Linked DNA regions of Gossypium hirsutum: region 2 is linked to region 1. The links are chromatin contacts, called in public Hi-C maps. All regions are on one chromosome and are shown on one strand. The core of a region is the stretch at or near the end of the contact, and the rest is flanking DNA. Distances in the headings are between cores, read along the strand shown. Region 1 holds the start of LOC107951734 (histone H3.3). Region 2 holds the start of LOC107951736 (homeobox-leucine zipper protein ATHB-6).

Evidence for each region. Hi-C and Micro-C count contacts between places; a contact is called where the count stands out from the background.
Region 2: a Hi-C map of fibers shows a contact between it and region 1, with 4 times the contacts expected there. The contact joins the promoter of LOC107951736 here to the promoter of LOC107951734 in region 1. A contact is called at or near these places in 7 of 34 Hi-C or Micro-C datasets (callus, fibers and leaf).

What each region holds. Positions count from the first base shown.
Region 1 is chrA02:97,725,909-97,728,961 of Gossypium_hirsutum_v2.1, reverse strand. It overlaps LOC107951734 (histone H3.3), which reads left to right and starts at 1,518. Exons shown (of 5, transcript XM_016886874.2): 1 at 1,518-3,053.
Region 2 is chrA02:97,887,349-97,890,401 of Gossypium_hirsutum_v2.1, reverse strand. It overlaps LOC107951736 (homeobox-leucine zipper protein ATHB-6), which reads left to right and starts at 1,584. Exons shown (of 3, transcript XM_016886876.2): 1 at 1,584-2,189; 2 at 2,284-2,657; 3 at 2,734-3,053. The coding sequence starts at 2,126.

The DNA.
Region 1 (3,053 bases), core at 269-2,768:
CTTTCCTTTGGGAAGTATATTACTCGAATTCAGGGACAAGAGGGGGGTCAGTGATCTGACTTAATCTTTGGAAGGTGTGTAACCACGCCATTAGGAAAATTACAAAGCCAGGCTTCATTTGCTAGAGCACGATCTAGCCTCTCAAAACAAAGAACCCCTATGCCAAGTGAAAGGCGGCCCCTTAAAACCTAAGTCGTAAAGCTCCGCAGAATCAACAAAATCACCAAAATGTGGACATCTCTTGCCCCTAGTGAGCCCCCCAGATTTTTTCGAAGAGGAGAGAATTGCGTTGAAATCTCTAATGGAGGTCTAGAGGCTCTGGTCAAGTGGAATAGATTTCATTAATTCACTCTAAAGATTTTGACATCTTTGTCTATTAGAACACCCATAAACAAAGGCGAAGAAAATAGGATGAGACAAGGATGAAGGCCAAACCCGAGACATAATAAAATACGGATGGCTACGAATCACATCATGACGAACAGAGTCTCTCCATCCTAGCTAAATGCCCCCTGAATATCCAATTGCTTCTACTCGATGTGAATACTGGAAACCCAACTTAGCAATAATATTGTCAGCATTAGACCCACTGACTCTCGGTTCAAATAGATTAATAATATCCGGTTTGTACTCGATATTATATTCCCAAAAAAATTTGGGAAATTTCACACTTGCATATCCCTGACAATTCCACGACAAGATAGTGATATTCATTAATAAAAATTAAAAAGTTGGGATAACATACCTAACTGTTCAGACTGATATTGTTATCCGTCTTTGATCCAGCACCATCAACCTCAGCATTTGAGCACTCATTGAGGATTTGAGGGGATAAAAGTTCAGCCACTGTTTCCATAGATTTAGCTAAAGGAACACGCGTGGTTCCCGAGGATTTAAAACGGTTCCCTCGACCTTGTAGAGCGATATAAGCTCTCTTAGAACTTCGGCTACCCCTGTCTTTACCCCCACCTCTTCGATCTTTGGAACCATTAGATTCCGATTGCAAGTTAAAATTGGGGATTCCACAGATTTCGAGGTTAAATTATCCTGTATAGATAAATAAAAATTTTTATTAAAACTAAAAGCAGAGTGCTTACCTGGATCAAGGGTATTATCAGATATAGGGACGATAAAAACCTCGGATTCGTCAAAAATCGGATTATAATAAGCTTTAATATTTTCTAAATCCTCAGCTTCATTGTTTTCTTGTACGTTAGAAACCAAATTGCCTTGAGAAATTGCGCATTCCAAATAAATGTTTTTTGGTATATCCACCTTTTTTGTTCCTGCGCCATTAGAAATAACCAAATTAGAATTAGAAAAATTTCCAAAAGCCTTCCTGTTATTTTCCCATAATCCGCTTACTCCCATTGGCCTTTTTCCTAGGCTCTTGTAATTTTGGCCCAAATTTTTCTACCCATTTTTGCTCGTTATTTCCTTCCCGATGGGCCTCTTAGAAAAACCCAAATCCATCAAGTCTCTTTGACCTGGCTCACTAGCCGATTAATCCACTTCAATAAAATCCCTAAAATCCCTACTCCTTGCCTTGTCTGCCATCTTATCCCCTAGATCATTCCCAAAAATCCTCTCTGCAGACTGTCCCGATTTCACTCCCAAATTTTCATCCTCTAACAGCACCGAAATCTGGAACCAATAGCGACTTTATTCTGATTCGCCGGAGCCTCCGTTTTGTTTCCCCACTTTTCTTGCCGAGAAGACCTCATTTCCACCAGCATCCATGGCCCGAAATTCGGGTTGGTGACTGATACAGGTTTTTCCTCGTTCAAGCACCCCGCCAGAAAAGATCCCTCCATGGCTGTTGACTACTCGGGAGAATTATTTGCCGAGTTCGCCAAATTCGCAAATTTCTGGTTCGCCATAGCCGAAGTACACAAATCTTTAACATGTCCGTATTTGCCACACACAAAACACACAGTCGGAAGGGCCTCATATTTGACTCGTTGAGTAACTCTGTCAACATATATTTGTAAAATCAGTGGCCTATCTAGATTGATATAACCGGCTAATCTTGCAAAACGGCCTCTGGTCTGATTTTCAGTTTGTAAATCCAGTTTAACCACCTTTCCAATAAGGCCCCCGATAGCCTCAATGATTTTCCGTTTATACAAATGGCTCGGGAGATTCGACAATCGAATCCATGTTAGCACCATACTCGGGTAAGGTTGCATTGGATTGAAATGCTTAGACCAAGGTTGTACGGTCAGGTACTAGCCATAAACTGTCCACGGACCCTGTGAAAGAGCTTTGTTGTAATATCTAAGATCCTGAAATTTCACAAAAAAATATCCGTTAGCGATATCCATTAACCGAATAGAATTCACAGGCTTCCAAAGAAAAAAGAATGCAATTATAAATGGTGTTATAGCCAATGTTTCGCCCTAGGAGTTTAACGATGACTGTCAACTCCATTTCTTTGAAAATGATTTCCTTGACCCGATCCGAAAACTCAATCGCAGGAATCCCATCAATGATTGATGTATTAACGTCTCCTTCAAGTAACTCGAATTCATTTTCATTCACGGTAGAAGGCACTGCCCGAACTGAGTTAGTGACATCATCTTGTTTCCCTAGTAATTTGTCTTTCCACTACACGATCTATTGTGGCACGGGATCCACAGGCATAGAATTTTCATCGTCAACAACAGACTCTTTAAATCTCACTTTTTGGGTGTTACGATCACCGTTGGAGTGAGTGTCACCCTCCCCAACATTGCCGGAAATTTGCGAAGTTGAGAGCATTTTAATTTTCAATGTTCTTTGTTATGCTCTTTTAAGTTTTGAAAATTTAATTTTTTAAGAATGACTAACTTGCTCATTATTGAAATTGAGATGGACTGAAAAAGTAGTTTTTACCATTCGAATCCCATCCTTGACAATTACATTGACCTATTCTTAAGCAAATGCTAAATTCATCAGTGCCAAATCAAAATTTTCTACTTTTAATTTTGTGTTAAATCCTCATAACATCTTCGTAACCTTTCCCAAACATAAAACATTAGAGCTAAAAAGAATTTTTCGTCGACCAATAAGAA
Region 2 (3,053 bases), core at 335-2,834, 160 kb before region 1:
TAAGATCATGTTTCCATATTTGTAGATGGACCTTCAATCTCTTCAAGCAACGGGCCAATCCGATTGGGCCAACCAGACTTTAATCTGACAAGCTTTTCCAACAGTTCCTTGAATCGGGCCAGCTCACGTGGGCCAAATGATCCCCGTCTAAGTAATAGACCTCCATCGGATGCATTTGGTTTGATGGTCACGGGCTTTGAACTCTGGCCCGTGACACTAGCATCCTCATCTCCCCTCTCTTTTTATTTTAACTACCTTACTCAACAACTCTCTGCTCAGTAATAAGCAGGGTGAATCATTCATTTCTATCACTCTCTTGCATCAACAATTTTATTATAAATACTCCTAAAATGGATAATTACATGTTTCATCCTATAAATTTTATAAATTTATAAATTAATATATAATAAAATTACACTTCAAACTTTTAAAAATAATATTTTTTAATCTTTTAAAAAATAAATTTATAAACTAATAAAATAGGAAAGCAACAATTTAACTCAAAAAAAAAAAAAACTTTTAACTTAGTCCCCGTCCCAAAAAATTCTTTTGGCCTGTAGTGTTTTTGTGTACTTTTTCTTTGTCCTCTAGAAATTGACATTTATATTTGTGCCCTAATTTTCTTTTGGCTGAAATATTCTTTATTTAAATTCATTTCAATATATATAAAATTATGAAGTATTTTTTGTTTATATATTCAAAGAGTTAGTCTTTCGATTTTAATATATTATAATTTGATTTTCATATTTTATAAAAATTTAAAAAATCAATCCAATCACCATTAAATCATTAATTTGAAATCAACAATTCGTTAAAACCAACCATTTAATAAATTATATGCAATAATTTGACAAAAAAAATAACATTTCAAGTACAAGAAGAGACCGTATAAAACTGTGATCATAGAATCACAATTTCATATAATATTTTTTCTTCAAATACACATGTTGACCAATAACTGCTGTGAGAAAAAAATTCTAATAAATTAGGGTAAAGATAGAATTCATAAAAGATAGATTTGAATTCCTTACCATTAATAAAATATTACATAAAATGTGTAATTTGAAAATAAAAATAAAAAAAGTAGCATTGTGAATCAATCAATTAATGGAATAAAATTAGAAATAAAGAGGTTTTGAGTTTCAAAATAATTCAGAGACACACAAGTTTTTCCATGAAATTATAATTTTATGAAATATCTTATGATAAGTGAGAACTAATCATTTATTTATGAAAATAAAATGGTAAAAAGATAGGCGATTAATCGCACCGACCCGAGTAGAGAGGGCCATGATACGCTGACACCAACCAAATCTTTTAAGCTCAAAAAAATAAACAGCGCCAAGCCGTAATAGGAGCCGAGCCGTACCACCGCTTTCCAATTTCGTAGTAGTTTTTTTTTTTTTTTTACTTTTTACCCACCAAAAAAAATAAACGGTCGAAAAACCGGGTACGCCAATAACCGGTAAAGAAAAACAAAATTGTGCATTTGGAATGAATTTTATGTTAATTTGCATTTTGGCCAACTGTGGGTACCTAACCCCAGTCAAATTCTAACCCAAATGTGACCCCTCTTTTGTTTTATTTAAAGTGATGGGAACTGGTTATTACCCCTGCTGGGTTCTTCTCCTTTCTCAATACTCAATTACTAATATCTATTCTTCACTTCTTCCATTTCAACACTCTCAAACTATATTCTAATTTTGAGGTTGTGTACTGATGTAAACACAAAAAACAAAACATATTGTGGGGAGTTCATATTACATGTTTTTTGGGTTTTCTTGAAAGCTTTGTCTTGTTGGGTTTTGTGTTTTGTTTTTGGATGGGAACTGAGAGAAGTGAAGAAACTGTGTTGAAGAAACAGAAGAAATATAATGGTGGGGAAAGTGAGAGAGGGCAATGGTTGTTGTTGTGCAGTTGTAAATTTCTACAATCTTGTACAAGTTGGTCTTGTTTTAGACAAGGGTGTTACTCTTTTTACAAGTGATACTACAACCATCTTGCATCTCTTAAATCTTGTATAAAAACAAAACTTCTGTCCCAAAACAATACACAATTAAGGCTCTCTCTCTTTTTTCTTTTTCTTTTTAATCTGTTTGAAATTTACCTAAAGGTTGATTCAACTATGAAGAGGTCACTTGGCAGCTCAGATTCTTTGGGTGCTTTGATGTCTATCTGTCCCACAACAGGTTTAATACAAATCCCAATTTTGAAACTTTATTTATTTCTCTCGGATCTACTCTAACCACGACTGGGGTATGAATGACTTGTGTTTTGGTGCAGATGAACATAGTCCTAGGAACAACCATGTTTACAGCAGGGAGTTTCAGTCGATGTTAGATGGATTAGATGAAGAAGGGTGTTTAGAAGAATCAGGTCATGTTGCTGAGAAGAAGAGAAGATTAAGTGTAGATCAAGTTAAGGCCTTGGAAAAGAATTTCGAGGTTGAAAACAAGCTTGAACCTGAAAGGAAAGTGAAGTTGGCTCAAGAGCTTGGTTTGCAACCAAGACAAGTAGCTGTCTGGTTCCAAAACCGACGTGCTAGGTGGAAGACCAAGCAATTGGAAAGGGATTATGGCCTTCTTAAAACCAGTTATGAAACTCTTAAGGCCAATTATGAAGCCCTACAACATGACAATGAAGCTCTTCTCAAAGAGGTAATAATTAATAATTAATAACCCAAAGTGTTCAATTTTCCTACATCTTGTTTGAACATGGAATGATTTGTTGCAGATAAGAGAGTTGCAGGCAAAGCAAAGTGGAGAAAGCACTGAGACAGAGAGCAATGTTTCAGTGAAAGAAGAAGTGATTATATCTGAAAATACTGATAACAAAACACTTGAACAAAGTGAACCAGCTGCAGATCTCAACTATGGATCAGTTGTTGTTGGTGCAACCCTTTTTCCAGACATGAAAGATGGATCATCGGACAGTGATTCCAGTGCTATCTTAAATGAAGACATCATCATCAACACCAAAACCAACAAGGACAATAGCCCTAACAACGCAGCTTTTTCATCATCTGGGGTGTTAGAGCTAGACAGCCAACACCA